Linked DNA regions of Sus scrofa: all the other regions are linked to region 1. Evidence: chromatin contacts called from public Hi-C and promoter capture Hi-C data. All regions are on one chromosome and are shown on one strand. Each heading gives the region's core, a stretch centred on a gene start, on an enhancer-like site or on the middle of the called end of the contact. The rest is flanking DNA. Distances are from core to core; before and after follow the strand shown.

Region 1 (4,902 bases), core at 741-3,240:
GGTTGCAGATGTGGCTCAGATGTGGCGGCTATGGCTCTGATTCTACCCCTTAGCTTGGGTACCTCCATATGCTATGGATGTGGCCCTAAAAAGGCAAAAAAAAAAAAAAAAAAAAAAACCTCTGTGTTCTCTGATTCCATTTACATGAAATGTCCAGAATAGGCAAATCTATAAAAAGAGACTATAGATTTGAGGCTGCTTAGCACCAGGGGTGGAGAGGGATTGGGTTTGTTAGCTCAAAGGCCTGGGGTCATTTTGGGGGTGATGAAAATGTTACAAAATTGATGGTATTGAACATACCTATGAATACGCTAGAAACCATTGAATTGTACACTTTTTTTTTTTTTTTTTTTTTTTTTTTTTTTTTTTTGCTGCCCTGCGGCATATGGTATTCCCGGGCCAGGGATCAGATCCCAACCACGGTTGTGCAGCTGCGGCAAAGACAAATTCTTAACCTGATGTGCCAGGTCGGGCTTCAAACCTGCATCCCAGCGCTGCAGAGATGCCGCCAATCCTGTTGCACCACAGCGGGAACTCCTGAACTAGACCCTTTAAATGGGTGATTCGTATATGTAAATGTGTAAATTATATCTAATAAGGCTGTTATTTTTTTTAAAATCAAGTGCAAGGCCTAAATAAGAACTAAAAAGGAGTGAAAGCAAGGTGGGGTAGCCAGATAGAGCAGACCTGTGCAAAGGAGCTCAGCTGTGAAAATAAGAGAGTTTGCAAGACAGAGGGCTTTTAGCGTCTGAGAGCCTGGGTCAAGGGCACAGGAGGAGAGAGGACTTAACCGTGGGACTGCCTCCTGCCATAACGATAGGAGAAGTTTGTGTTTATTGTGATAAAACCAATAAGCTAACCCAGGTGGTGGCCCCAATTACCAGGTAAAGTTAGTTATTTTGAGAACACCTGTTAGCAGGTGGCGTCTGCCCGGCTCTGGCTTTAAAGGGGAGCGAGGTTTTTTTGGTCTTTGCAGTTTCAGCTGATTGCCTGCGACGCATCTCACTCCAATTTAATGCTTATTCAATAACGAAAGCATTTTCTTTCTCTACCACCTTTTTGGAGAGCAATTCTGGATTGGAGAAAATTCTGGGTTTTGTTTGTTTGTTAGTTTGTTCATTTGTTTTGGCTGCCCCACAGCATGTGGAATTCCTGGCCCAGGGATCAGATCCAAGCCACAGTTGTCGCATACACCCAATCTTTAACCCACTGTGTTGGGCCAGCGATCAAACTTGTGTCCCATTGTGCTACAGTAGGAATTCCAAAAATTCTGTTTCTTAACAGTTCTCAAATCTAATGAATAGTGAGACTTTTGTCAATGAAGCTTATGATGAACAGGAATTGTTAACCTCTTTACAAACTGACTAATCTGATTTAAAAAAAAAAAAAAAAGGAGCTGAGATACCTCAATAAAAGTCTGTTTATTAAAAAAAAAATTTGGAAAGTTCCCGTCATGGTTCAGCAGAAGTGAATCTGACTAGCATCCATGAGGACACAGATTCAAGCCCTGCCCTCGCTCAGTGGGTTAAGGATCCGGTGTTGCTGTGAGCTGTGGTGTAGGTTGCAGATGCGGCTTGGATCTGGCATTGCTGTGGCTATGGCTGTGGCCAGCAGCTGTAGCTCCAATTCGACCCCTAGCCTGGGAACCTCCATGTGCCACGAGTGCGGCCCTAAAAAGACCAAAAAAAAAAAAAAAAAAAAATGAAGCAAATTTGAACCTACTTCAGGATAGGGTGCACCCCACTCCCCACTCAAGCTGATTGGAGGCAGTCTTTTCACACTCAGCTTCCTCTTCCTTCACATGCTACTCTGGCCCTAACCTCCCTCCACCTGCCAGCTTGGGCCAGCTCCCAGCCCGGCAGTCCTTAGGTGACCTGCCCCTTTAAGAGCTCCCCCCCTTCCCAGCACCTCCCTCAGGCCCAGCAGCCGGATTTCCCGGTCCAGGCCCAGCCCTTTAAAGTCGTGGCCCCAGCTTTCTGGCCCGCTGTGCACTGAGGCTGTACGGAGCACTGCGGGGACCCTGGGTGCCTGGCGGAGGCACATTTGGGCTGTGACAGGTGCATGTGGGACATGGAATCACTGCTCGGGGCTCAGGGGGAGACACGATGCTGGGAGAGGGTAGGTCCTGGACAAAGCAGAGCCACTCGGGAATGGACCAGGCGTGTCATCGGTTAGGCAACCGCTGTGTGCCAGGCACCGTGCCATGCCTTCCCTGCACCTTCTGAAGGGTGTTATTACTCCCATCTTACAGACAGGGGAAGGGGACGGAGCTCAGAGCGGCGAGCTGAGATCCCCAGGGCCAGCCAGCTAACCAGGGGCAGAGCCAGGATCCCGATTCAGGTCAGTGTGGCCCCAGAGCCCTGATGTTCTCTCCTCTGCGTCTCACCTGCCTGACAGGGGTCCTGGCTTCTCGAACCTCCATTTTAACTGATTCCCCCCAGGGGGAGGGGCGGGGGAGGAAACGGATGGTCCCCGCCTCCTCCTCACAATCCCTCGATGCGGAGGCCTTCCTCCTCCTAGGGAGCGGCTTAGAGATGCTGCTGCTGCTGCTGTTCCTGCTGTTGCTGCTACTGCCTCCACTGGTGATGCTCTGGTGGTGGCACTCCCAGGATGCCAGGCTGTCCTGGCTTGTCTGCCTCCAGCACCGTGTAGCATGGAGGGTCCTGTGCTGGGCAGCTGCCTGGCAGCAGAAGAGGCTGGAGCAGAGCACGCTGCACGCAGGCCAGAGTCAGCAGCAGGCCCTGAGATGGTGTCTGCAGCGGGCCCAGGGTCCCTGCTGTCCCCTCAGGGGGAGCACAGGTGTGTTTCCCAAGGCGTGGGGAGGTGGCCCAAAGAGAAAGAAACCCCATAGGACAGTCAGATTCCAAAACCTGAAAACCTCCCTCCCCGCTTCTTCTGCCAACACAGAGGGGCCTGACCCAGAGATCTGACCCAGGCTAAGGAATGGTCAAGAGAATTTTCCCATCCTGGGTCCTGGTAGCCCCTCATCCCCCAGGCCTATTCCGGGTTCCTTCCTCAAGGATGTCACCCGTCTTGGCCTGAAACTCTTGGGAACTCTGTGGCTTCATAAAGATTTTGTGATGTCTTTGGGGCTACAGATATAAGCACCTTCCGGAATCATCTTCCACTGACCAAGGCCAGCCAGGTCCAGGAGGAAGAGGGTAGGGGGCAGGTCTTGCCCCCTACCTCAAACCAGTACTGTGGGGAGGCCTCTCTGCAGGTAAACTGGGAAGGCTGGAGCCCGACCCCACCAGAGACCCCCCTAATTGCAGCCAAACCCTCCCATCAGGATGGGGGGGGGGACCCAAACCCAGAATTCCCACTTAACTCAGCGCGTTAAGAACCTGACCAGTATCCATGAGGATTCAGGTTCAATCCCTGGCCTAGCTCAGTGGGTTAAGGATCCAGCGTTGCCATGAACAGATGCAGTTTGGATCGGGCATTGCTGTGGCTGTGGAATAGGCCAGGGCTCTAGCTTCCATTTGACCCCTAGCCTGAGAATCTCCATATGCCGTGGGTGTGGCCCTAAAAAGAAAAGGGAAAAAAAAAAAATCCACCGAAGTGGGGGCTCAGGGTCTGGTTCAGGTCCAAGGCCAATGCTGTCTCTTGTCTCTCTCCAGGCCACCTTGCTGGGTCTGGTAGCGCTAAACAAGGCCTATCCAGAAGTGCTGGCTCCGGGAGGCACAGCCCGTGTGACCCCTTCCTCCCCTTGGCCCTACCCCCTCCCCTGGCCTTGGCATGCCCTGGGCCAGGTGGGCCCTACCAGAGCCAAGGACCCTGGGGCTTTGCTGCTGGAGGCACTGAGGTCCCCAGGGCTGCGGGCCCTGGAAGCCGGGACAGCGGTCGAGCTACTAGACGTCTTCGTGGGCCTGGAGGCCAATGGCGAAGAGCTGGCTGAGGCGATAGCTGCTGGGAACCCAGGAGCGCCTCTCCCTGGACGGGCAGCTGAGCTGCGGGAGGCCCTGGAGCAGGGACCCCGAGGGCTGGCCCTTCGGCTCTGGCCCAAACTGCAGGTGGTGGTGACTCTGGATGCAGGAGGCCAGGCCGAGGCCGTCACTGCCCTGGGGGCCTTGTGGTGCCAAGGGTTGGCCTTCTTCTCACCTGCTTACGCTGCCTCCGGAGGTCAGCAAGACTCAAGGGTAGTGAGGTGAGGGCAGGGGGCAGAGGCCACACAGCTAGCGGCCACGCAGCGAGCCCTGTAGAATCATCTCCTTTAATGTGAGCTCCACGTTACAGGGGAAAAAACTCAGGCTCATAAAGGTTAAGAGACGTATGCAAATTTACGTCACACCAGGATTTACCCCCAGATCCGCCATCTCCAGAACCACTGTCCCTTCCCAGCTAGGGCCTTGGGGGCAGTGGGCCGAGCCTGGGGGAGCCAGAAAGGATGAGGTGGAAGGGCGGCAGTAGGATATGATGCTCAGAGGATTGGGGCCTGGGGTCCAGGGTGAGGGGCTGTCGCCTAGCAGAAAGCAATGGCACCATCAGATGCAGAGGCCGCTTGCTCCCCACAGGGGTGGTGGGCCTGAGTCTGTGGCCAAAGCAGCCCCGTGGCCTCTACCTTCTGCCCCCTGGAGCCCCCTTTATTGAGCTGCTCCCACTGAAGGAAGGAGCCCAAGAAGATGCTGCCCCCACCGTCCTGCTGCCCGAGGCCCAGCAGGGCAAGGAGTACGAGTTGGTGCTGACTGACCACGCCAGCCTCACCAGGTCATCACCTGCCCAGCCACCCCCTCCCCCTGGCCCGCTGGAACCCTGCCGCGGGCCAGGGCATGAGCTAATGCGCCCTTGGGCCTGACCTCGCCCCACTTCCCCTCCACCAGGTGCCGCCTGGGTGACGTGGTCCAGGTGGTTGGTGCCTACAATCAGTGTCCAGTCGTCAGGTTCATCCGCAGGTAGGTGGCC
Region 2 (4,902 bases), core at 1,694-4,193, 360 kb after region 1:
GCTGTGAGCTGTAGAGTAGGTCGCAGATGTGCCTGTGGTGTAGGCCTGCGGCTGAAGCTCTGATTTGGTCCCTAGCCTGGGAACCTCCATATGCCGCGAGTGCGGCCCTAAAAAAGACAAAAAAGACAAAAATAAAATAAAATAAAAGCATGGACCTATTTGGGCTTCTCTGGTGCGAGAGAGCTGGTTGTGTCTTGGAATGGAGGAAATTGCTCTCTGCTAGGATCCTGGCCTCCCAGTGGAGCCCCTCACACCCCCCTCCTTAAGTCTCTCTCTTCCCCGTCCCAGAAACCAGAAAACAGCAGGAGGAAGGGCCCAGGCCCCCAGGAAACCCCTATGTCCTGGCCCTGGGCTAGGGAGCGGGCTCAGAGAGCTCTGTGCTCCAGTATTCTGGCCGGGGTCCTGGGGGAAGAAGTAAAGGAAGTGGGGGGCACTCCAGCAGGTGGGGGTTTCCACTGTGGGGGCCATTGCCTGGTGCTGGGGAAGTGGGGCCAGGATGCAGAGAAGGGCACCCCTGAGGCCTGCAGGAGATGAGCCGGAGTCCAGGGGAGGTGAGGGGTCCTGGCTGTCCCATATCCAGGGTACCCCTCCCACCCTTGGCCTGCTCCCCAGTTTGATGCAGAAGGTGGTCCTGTGCCTGGCCCTGCCCGGATCCCTGCACTGACCCTCAAAGTCTCTGTCCACGGAGAACCCTGTCCCACGGGGTGTTTTCCAGGTTCAGGCCAGAGGAGGTGGCCTGAGCTGGGTGGGTGTGTGCTGGTGTTGCCCAAGGCTGGGCATCACCATGTCTGTGCCCCAAGTTGATGGCTGTGGTGTGGGGTGTGCCTGGCAGGTCGTGTGCCCCCTATGGTCCTCTCTCTGGTCCAGCAGGGGTCAGAGGGTGTGTACTGGGAGGGAGGGCAGAGAGCTAGGGTCTCTGCTGATCTCTTGGGTGAGAGCAGCAGCAGGAGGACCGAAGGGGAACCACAGACCCAGGCCTGGGTCAGGGACCCCGAACTGGGTCTCTTTCACAGCCCTGGGCAGTGGCAGAAACCCATCAGCCAGGCCACAATGCTTACTGTAGAGACACGGGGGTCTGAGCCCTGGTTTCTCCATCTGTAAAATGGAGACACCATCCCTCCACAGCCTCTTTTGCAGGGTTAGTGACCCTGCAATAGGGAGCCTGGTCGGGGGTGGCGAGGTGAGGTGGTGATCCATGGTCTGGCACTGCCCTCTAGTGGCTGTAGTAAGAGTTGCTGGGCACCAGTGCCTGGACCTAGAGGGTTCTGTCACCTGGCGAGCCTGCAGTCCCCTTCAGCTCTGTCTTCTCCATCCCATTTCCTTCTTCACTGCAAACTTCCCAGGGGCCTTGAGGCTGTTTTCTCAAAGGCAGGGATAATTCAATTCGGCAAATATCTATGCAGCAAAAATTGAACGGTCCCCTACTGATGTCCTGTCCTGTGCTAGGTGTTGGAGCTGCAGAGGTGAGGTGTCTCAGTAAGTTTGTCCAGGACGCTGGTGGCTGATGGGGGAGCCACTCGACAGGGCTTCAAGGCTAAAGCCTCATTATGTCTGGGCCATGCTGATGCCCTGTCACCTCCTGATGTTCTCCAACCTCACTATCCACAGGAAGCCTTGGGGTTGGGTTTTGTCTCCTTAAGACTTTTTGCTGGAGTTCCCATCGTGGCTCAGTGGGTTAAGGACACAATGTAGTCTCGGTGAGGATGTGGGTTCAATCCTTGGCCTCGCTCAGTGGGTTAAGGATCCAGTGTTGCTGCAAGCTTGGACATAGATTGCAGATGTGCCTCGGATCCAGTATTGCCATGGCTGTGGTTTAGCCCCAGCTGCAGCTCTGATTCCATCTCTCACATGGGAACTTCTATTGGCTGCAGGTGCACCCATAAAAAGAAAAAAAAAAAAGAATTTTCGCTGACAGAGAAAGACAAATACCATATGATATCACTTATATGTTGAATCTAAAATATGACACAAATGGACTTATTTACAAAACAGAAACAGACTCACAGACACAGAAAACAAACATCATTAACAAAGGGGAAAGTGTGGGGAAGATATAAATTAACAGATGCAAACTGCTAGATATAAAGTAGATAAACAGGAGTTCCCGTCGTGGCGAGGAACTGTGAGGTTGCGGGTTCAGTCCCTGGCCTTGCTCAGTGGGTTAAGGATCCAGCGTTGCCGTGAGCTGTGGTGTAGGTTGCAGACGCGGCTCGGATCCCGCGTTGCTGTGGCTCTGGCGTAGGCCGGTGGCTACAGCTCCGATTGGATCCCTAGCCTGGGAACCTCCATATGCCTTGGGAGCAGCCCAAGAAATGGCAAAAAGACAAAAAATAAAATAAAATAAAATAAAATAAAATAAAATAGATAAACCGCAAGGTCCTTCTGTATAGTACAGGAACCTATATCCAATACTTTGTATTAACCTATAAAAAAAAGAATATGAAAAATAATATATATGGGCAACTGGATCAGTTTTCTGTACACCAGAATTGAATACAATATTGTAAATCAACTATACTTCAACGAAAACTATTTTGCTGACAAATAAACCATAGAAAACATGCATGCTTTATGTAGTCTTAATGTTCACAGCAGTGTTATTTACATTAGCCAAGATATGGAAGCAAAGTGCCCATCAACAGATGAATGGATAAAGAAGATGTAAAAAATACATATATGGAGATCCCATCGTGGCTCAGTGGTTAACGAATCCGACTAGGAACCATGAGGTTGTGGGTTCGATCCCTGGCCTCGCTCAGTGGGTTAAGGATCCAGTGTTGCCGTGAGCTGTGGTGTAGGTTGCAGACATGGCTCAGATCTGGCGTTGCTGCGGAAAAAGACAAGGGTGACCTGGAATGGAGTATGAATGGGAGAGATGGGCTAGAGATGGATTTCTGGGGGTGGGGATGGCATGGGGGAATGGGAGAATCACAACAATCTAGAAGAGAGAATGAGACCTCCACAGCAGAAGGGCTGACAAGGAGGCAGACATTTAGAAATATTTAGGAGGTAAATCAAGCAGGATTTGGAGATTGACAGTATTCAAGAGGAGGAAAACTGGGACCCCAAGAATGATGCCAAGGCTTTAAAAGAATCAGTGCAGCAGCCATCTCTTTTTGGTTTTGTGGGTTCCTCTGGTCCAAAGGCACAGAAATGGCCCCTGGACCCCTCTGCTGCCCTACAGTTCATTCAGGACCTACTTACGGCGACCCTCATAGGTACCAGGACCTGTGCTGTGCTCTGAGGGACCTGCTTCCCGTGCTGAAGGGGAGTAGCTCTGATCGTGGAGGCAGACACGGTCTGACCACAGTTGCCATCGCGTAAAGGATGCTCTGGCGTGAAGGAGGGCGGGATCCGAGGAGTCTTTACGCGGAGACACCTAAGCGGGGTCTTCCGGAAGAACAGGAGTTTGCCCGCGTGGAAGGAGTCGGGCAGAGCGAATGAAAGCAGAGGTGAAGCATGAGGAAAGGCCATAAGACGAACCAAGAAATAAGAAAGAGGGCTGCCGAGCGAGCGGCTGGAGCGCTGGGGGTATGAAGTCCAGGATCCGTGTGTGACGCGCCAGTCTGGGCAGCGCGTGGAGACCGTCCTGGCGTTTGGATTTATCTCCCAGCCAACGAGGAAAGACACGATACAGCCCCAACTCACAGGTCAGATCCAGGGAAGGTAGCCGAAAAGCCTCGGGCTAGAGCGGAGGGAGGGGGTACCCCCACTTAGGGACCTCAGAGTCCCTGGACCCAAATCCCGGGGAAGCGGCCGCTTTGGGCAAAACCATTCTTAAGAGGTGGAGAGGGGAGAATAGCCTGCCTTGGGAGCCCAAGCCCGTGGAACCAGCTGAAACGTTTACTCGCTTCTTCTCTTCGCCTTTCTCTTACTTTTGCGCTCTCTTTCCGCCCCCATTGGCTCTCTCCCCCGAGCCTCCCCTCGTCTCGGGCACCACCAGTTGCTCCTAGGCCACCCCCCCACGCGTGGTACCGCCCGGCGGGCGCACAGCTAGGCACAGGTTATAAAGGCCGGGCTGCGACAGGCAGCCGACTGCGGACACAAGATGCGCCCGAAAGAGTTGGGGCAGGGATGCGCCGGGCACGGGCCGGGACCCGGGGATCCCGGAGCAGTCACCCCTGCTCCTCCGTCCGCAGCCAATCCCGCTCCACAGCCTTCCACCGAGCCTGAACCCGTCCCTGCGCAGGCACCCGAGGCTGGACAGGGAGCAGGATACGGATCCAGTTGCGTCTCAGGACCCCCGGAAGGCGCTCGCCGGGCCTCCGAGTCTGGATCCAAGGCAGGAGCCCAGCGCACGTCTGCATTCTCCGTCGACCAGGGGAATGCACAGTCCGTGCTCGACAACTCGGACGTGCCGTGGACTCGCTTTATATTCCGAGGACCTTTTGGTTCCCAAGCCAGTGGCTTGGGGACTGGAAAGGCGGCGGGCATCTGGAAGACGCCAGCTGCCTGCATCAGCCGGCGGCCTGAGGTGTCTGGCCCCGAGCGCACCGCCTTTATTCGAGAGTTAGAGGAAGGTAAACTAGGGTCCCCGGGTCCTCAGAGCGGGTGGGACAGCAGCAGGGAGGAGGGGGGCCTCTTCCGGTCCAGGCGCCCCATCCCCTCTGGTGCTCAGTCCCACCTCTCCAGCCACCCTGGAGATGTCACATTCTGCGGTGCCTCTCCGGTCGCCTCTTCCTCTTCTCCTCTCCCCTTCTCTCGTTCCCTGATTTCCTGTCTGTGGGTTGGGTCCCGGGACTCGAACGCTCCCCTCCCACCTCTTCGCGCCTGTTGCTGTGGTAGTTCTGCGCACTCTCAGTGGCCCCCTTCCCGGGCTACCGCAGTGCCAGGAGAGGGGCGGGGGGCTGCGGGAGGGCGCTGCCCGGTGCGCCCTGAGCCTGCGCTTGTCTGCCGCGCCAG
Region 3 (4,902 bases), core at 1,142-3,641, 320 kb before region 1:
AGCCTACACCAGAGCCACAGCAACGTGGGATCCGAGCCGTGTCTTTGACCTACACCACAGCTCACAGCAACGCTGGATCCTTAACCCACTGAGCAAGGCCAGGGATCGTACCCGAAACCTCATGGTTCCTAGTTGGATTCGTTAACCACTGAGCCATGACGGGAACTCCGGGAGTGAGCATATTATCTGAGGCGGCTTCTGAACTGAGGTCGGCCTCAGAGTCCTTTCAGAGGCCCTGGTCCCCCCCCCACCTCCAGGGCACGCGCCCCTTACACTTTCATGATCTTTAGGGCCATGACGTCCTTGCGCAACGTGGACACCTCCTCCTCCTGCTTTTTCTTCTCTTTGTGCAAAAACTGGATGTAGTCAATGGCTGGGGAGGAGGTGGGACGAGGAGGTGGGTACAGAGGAAGCCGCAACCAGAAGGACAAGGCTGACTCTGTTTCCCCTCCCCCCAGACCCTGCTCCTCTCATTACAACCGCCCCCCCAAAGCCAGGCCGCTCACAGCCCCCTCGACCCCAAGGCCTCCTGTGCTCCCCAGTCATACTCTTCTGCAGAACGATGGCCTTGCTGAGCTTCTGGGAGCCAATGGAGAAGTCCTGCTGCTGGCAGGTGGGGACGATGGTCTGTAGGTCGTCATAGCCTCTCTGTGGGGAGAGCAGGGGAAACGGGGGTTCCTTCACTGAGGGGTTAAGGCAAATGGGCACAAAGCTTTTCTTCCTCGATGCCAAGTTCCACGTTCACGCACTCAAAGGGGAGGGGAGGAGAGAGAAGTTTGTGTCCAAGGCCCGGTCTAGGGGCCCGGAAGCCTGCCTGGGACTGCCTGTCGGGGTCCGGGCAGAGTGGATCTGAAGAGCACAGGCCTCCCCCATCACCTTGATGGCATCCCTCCTCTTCTGCTCGGCCTGAGTGTGCGCGCGCCGCCGCCGGTCCTTGTAGGACTCCTTGTAGGATTCCTGGTGGTAATCGCTGTCCTCGTCATCTACACTCAGAGTTGGGGGCAGGAAGAGGTCATTCTGGGGCCTAGTGGAGCTCAGTTAGCCCACTTTTTCCCAGCTGGGAAGAACCTGGTGCCCAGAGAAGGAAGAGGAATAGAAGAACCCGATATCCTAGATGAGGGGAAAGACGGTGAGACTCGGCCCCTACCGCTAGGGCTCCAGCGCCCCCATGTGGATGGCTGGAGCTGCCCTATCTAGGAAAGATACTCAAACGAGGCGCAGCTGGTTCTCCACGGTGGGGATGTTGCTGCCTACCTGTGTTGGGGACAGAAGAGGCACTGGTGGAACCGATGCTATTAGCTCTGGACACTACACTTCCCTTGCGAGTGCTTTCTACAAAAATCCCTGGAAAAAGAGAGGCCCCGATCACTAAGGAGTAGGGTGGAGAGGAGGGGCATTGCCAGGCCCTCAGACACCCGGTGGGCACAATGGCTTCCTAGGCTTTAAACGCTGACCTCTCCCCTTCAACCCCAAGGCCAGCCATACCGGGCCATCCACTTCCTGAAGTGCCCTGCTGCGATGCTCCCATTCCTAGTGTCTACACTGCTCCACAGGCCTGCAATGATACCTCCTGGCTCCCCAAGTGGCATCGGGGCGTGATGATGGTGAGTGACCAGCTGTCACTACTTCCATCACCTCCCTGCTCCAGGGCTGAGGGAACGAGGTGTCACCCTCGGATGCTTCCTGCCCCCGTCCTCCAGCTCCTCCCTCACTGCACAGACCCAGCTCAGGGACAGTGGACTGCGCTCAGGTGTGGCTGGTAAGGCCACGAGAATCTATAGGGCTGAAGGGGGAGTGTCCTCAGAGCCGAAGACGGGGGCGGGGGGGGGGAGGCACTCACCGGGGTCCAGGCTGTTGTCGCTGTAGGCATACTCCACCTGCGGCAGCAAGGGAGAAACCCGTCGGACTTCTGCCCCTGCGTCTGTGTACACGCCCGCACACACCTGGGGTGCGCGGGCAGCTGCAGGGTTCCCCCAGAGCCAAGAGCGGCTAGGCCGCGGGAGCACCACCCCTCGGCAGGACGCCGTCTGCTCACTCCACGCCCCCAGCCCTCCAGCCCCGTGCCCTCACACCCGCGCGCACACGCCTCAGGAGTCTTCCCACCTTGGCACACGCGGGGTGCGAGCTGTCTTCTCTGCAGCCCCGGGGCCCGGAGAGCGGGGGGAGCGCTAGGGACTGCAGGGAGTCCCCTCGTCTTCCGGACCCCCTACGTGCCCGAGCCCGCCCCGCCCTCCCCTCGCCGGCGTGCGCGCCCGCGGGGCTTGCCTTGACCCAGGGGTCCTCGGGAGAGGCGCCCGGCTCCGTCATCTCCGACCCACCGAACCGGAAACCTGCCCGCGGGGCGGGCCCCCGGCCGCGAGGAAGAGGCGAGGCGCACCGCGTGACTCTAGTCGGCCAACCCGCGGCCCGGAGGCGAGGGCCGGGCGGGGTCACCGCGCGTGCGCGGCCGGGAACCAACCCCTCCCCCCCGGGCTGCGCAGGGATGGGCCCCAGGCTGGCGCCGGGGTCCGACCCCGGCTCCTTGGGGCCGCGCTCCCTGCCCTCCCTCAGGCTAGCGTCCTAGCCGCCGCGACGTGAAGCACACTCGGTGATACGAGGTCCCTTAGACGTCTTGCCGTAGTGTCGCAGATAGTTGCGTGCGTGCGCACTGCCCGGCCCAGCCGGCAGTCCCCGACGGCCAGCGCTCTGGAGAGGGCCCTGCCTGGCTTGGTTTTTTTTGTTTTTCCTTTTTTTTTAGGGCCGCACCGGCGGCGTAAGGAGGTTCTCTGTGGAGGGGCCTAATAGGAGCTACAGCTGCCGGCCTACACCACAGCCACGCGGGATCTGGGCCGCATCTGCGACCTACACTACCAGTCACAGCAACGCATTGGCCAGGGATAGAACCCGAAACCTCATGGTTCCTAGTTGGATTCGTTTCAGCTGCTCCAGGAAAGGAACTCCCCGTGTGGCTTGTTGAAGGAAGCTTCTCCAACACCCAGTCTGGCTCTTTCAAAGAGCCTATTAGCCAGGTTATGCTACTTTGTAAGATCTGGAAACTGAGGTACCTAGAAAGTCCAGAACTCATCCGAAAGTACACAGCCAGTCAGAGAAAGTGCCAGAGCTGGCCTCAGACTGGCTGCTCTTAACCACCGTACTCCCGGTTCCAGCTCAGGCGTGGGGCTCAAGGGTCACAAAGCTACCCAGAGGCACTGGAGCAGGAAGCAGACACCTCACAGCACCTGGTAACATTCACCTTTAATTCTGTTACAAGTCCCAGTGTTGGCCTTGGCCCTGGCGTGCCATGGGTACCCAGACCTTTGGGCAAGCGTGGGAATGCAGTGCCGAGGACCAGCTCCCCCCATGAGCCGCACTCTCAGTGTTGGCCAAACACCAGCAAGCTGGTTAGGCTTCTTCAGTCGAGCAGGCCCATTTCTGCCCCACCCAGCTTAGCTGAGAGCCTTCTAGGCCCAAACTAGGGTGAGCTTCAAGGTCCTGACTCCTCCTCACTGCTGGATCTCCTCTAGTCACCCCTGGATCTCCTCTGACCCGTCAGTCATGGATCTGATGGAGCCTCAGAGATGCGCTTCTGCAGGAGGGCCCAGGCTTTCTCCACCTTTGGACAGGCCAGAATGTTCCAAAGAAAAGAGAACAGGATCAGAGAGGCATCCACCAGAGGCTCCTTCCCTACAACCCAGCCTTTCCTTGGGCACCAACCTGGCGCTGGGTGACATGTGGCTCCCACAAGGTGCTGAGCACCACGTGGCTCTGGTCCACAAGCTGCTGCCCACTCATCTGGCTCTGCAGCCGGCTTTGAGCCGCAGCCTCGCTCAGGCCATCCCTCTCCACGATGCGTCGTACAGCCTGGGCAGACGATGCATTTGTCAGTCCCTGGCTCAGAGCAGGATGCGGTCTACGATGGGGCTGGCACTGGGGTGGGGTCCAGATACCTCAGTCTCGGGGATGACAACAGTCCACACCTCGTGCACCATGTTCTGCCAGCCGGCTTCAAGCAGCACGGCAGCATCGATCACGCACACACGCTTTCCTGTGGGGAGAAAGCCAGCAGCACCCTGCCACTTGCTCCCAGTCAGAGAACCAAGGAAACGCAGTCCCAGGGAAAGCGGGTGGTCTGATTTGGGGTGGGGGCAGCTCCTAGGGGAGAGTCTGCTTAGCTGTTCCCCGGGCTCCTCCCACCGCCCTGCCCACTCACCCTCAGCCACGGCCTGATCCACCTCCTCTCTGGCCAGCTTTGCGATAACTGGCCACACAATGTCCGTGAGTATCTTCAGCTGCTTCTGAGGAAGGGAATGGAAGGGGTGGGCCGAGTTTTACCTTCCCTTGGAGATGGAGCCGCCCCAGGGCGGAGGTGCGGGGGAACACACGAGTGGAAACTGGCCTTCTGGGCCAGACCAGAGAGGTCCGCTGGGTCCCGAGCTCTGAGTCTAGTGGTGGCCGCAGAGCCCTTGGAGAGGTGGGTGTTTACCTTGTTCCCAAACACCCGGCTGCCTAGGACCTTCCTGTTGATGGTGCCGTCTTTATGGAGAATATCTGGGCAACAGAGACAGACACCTGGGCAAGGAGGCCAGGCCATCTGCTCACTTCAGGGGGCCTCCAGCGCGCCCCTTTATTACCTGTTCCAAAGGCTTCCACAACTGGCTGGTAGGCAGGACCGCCCGGGGCATAGGACCGGTGGCCCAGCTGGTCACTGTCGATGACATACGCCCCCAGGCCCTTCAGCCGCTGAGCTACTGAGCTCTTCCCAGAGCCACTGATGCCTGTCAGCCCGATCACGTAGCAACCTGGGGGGAGCTCTGGCCTCTTCTAGGGGCAGAGAAGAGGGAACCCCACAGTGACTAGGGTCCCTAGACTCAGGATTGGACCCTTGGGTTTCTCCTCTCCAGCGGGCATAGGAAGGGCAGCCTT

What was found. Promoter capture Hi-C pulls out the DNA fragments that hold promoters and counts their contacts. Hi-C and Micro-C count contacts between places; a contact is called where the count stands out from the background.
Region 2: a Hi-C map of mesenteric adipose tissue shows a contact between it and region 1, with 1.7 times the contacts expected there. The contact joins the promoter of HAP1 here to the promoter of GHDC in region 1. A contact is called at or near these places in 1 of 5 promoter capture datasets (liver) and 7 of 47 Hi-C or Micro-C datasets (embryonic fibroblasts, epiblast stem cells, fetal skeletal muscle and 4 more).
Region 3: a promoter capture Hi-C map of fetal liver shows a contact between it and region 1, with 3 times the contacts expected there. The contact joins the promoter of MLX here to the promoter of GHDC in region 1. A contact is called at or near these places in 1 of 5 promoter capture datasets (fetal liver) and 1 of 2 datasets of contacts at active chromatin or transcription factors (alveolar macrophages).

Annotation. Positions count from the first base shown.
Region 1 is chr12:20,579,038-20,583,939 of Sscrofa11.1, forward strand. It overlaps GHDC (GH3 domain containing), which reads left to right and starts at 1,991. Exons shown (of 10, transcript NM_001246239.1): 1 at 1,991-2,118; 2 at 2,252-2,340; 3 at 2,521-2,799; 4 at 3,099-3,220; 5 at 3,621-4,122; 6 at 4,515-4,707; 7 at 4,821-4,892. The coding sequence starts at 2,535.
Region 2 is chr12:20,935,520-20,940,421 of Sscrofa11.1, forward strand. HAP1 (huntingtin-associated protein 1) reads left to right here and starts at 2,944. Exons shown (of 11, transcript XM_021066999.1): 1 at 2,944-4,520. The coding sequence starts at 4,049.
Region 3 is chr12:20,255,152-20,260,053 of Sscrofa11.1, forward strand. It overlaps MLX (max-like protein X), which reads right to left and starts at 2,392. Exons shown (of 8, transcript XM_003131386.4): 1 at 2,266-2,392; 2 at 1,841-1,877; 3 at 1,255-1,344; 4 at 877-983; 5 at 549-648; 6 at 274-373. The coding sequence starts at 2,307. COASY (Coenzyme A synthase) reads right to left here. Exons shown (of 10, transcript NM_213789.1): 5 at 4,611-4,800; 6 at 4,463-4,527; 7 at 4,190-4,274; 8 at 3,927-4,024; 9 at 3,694-3,840; 10 at 3,227-3,592. The coding sequence ends at 3,533.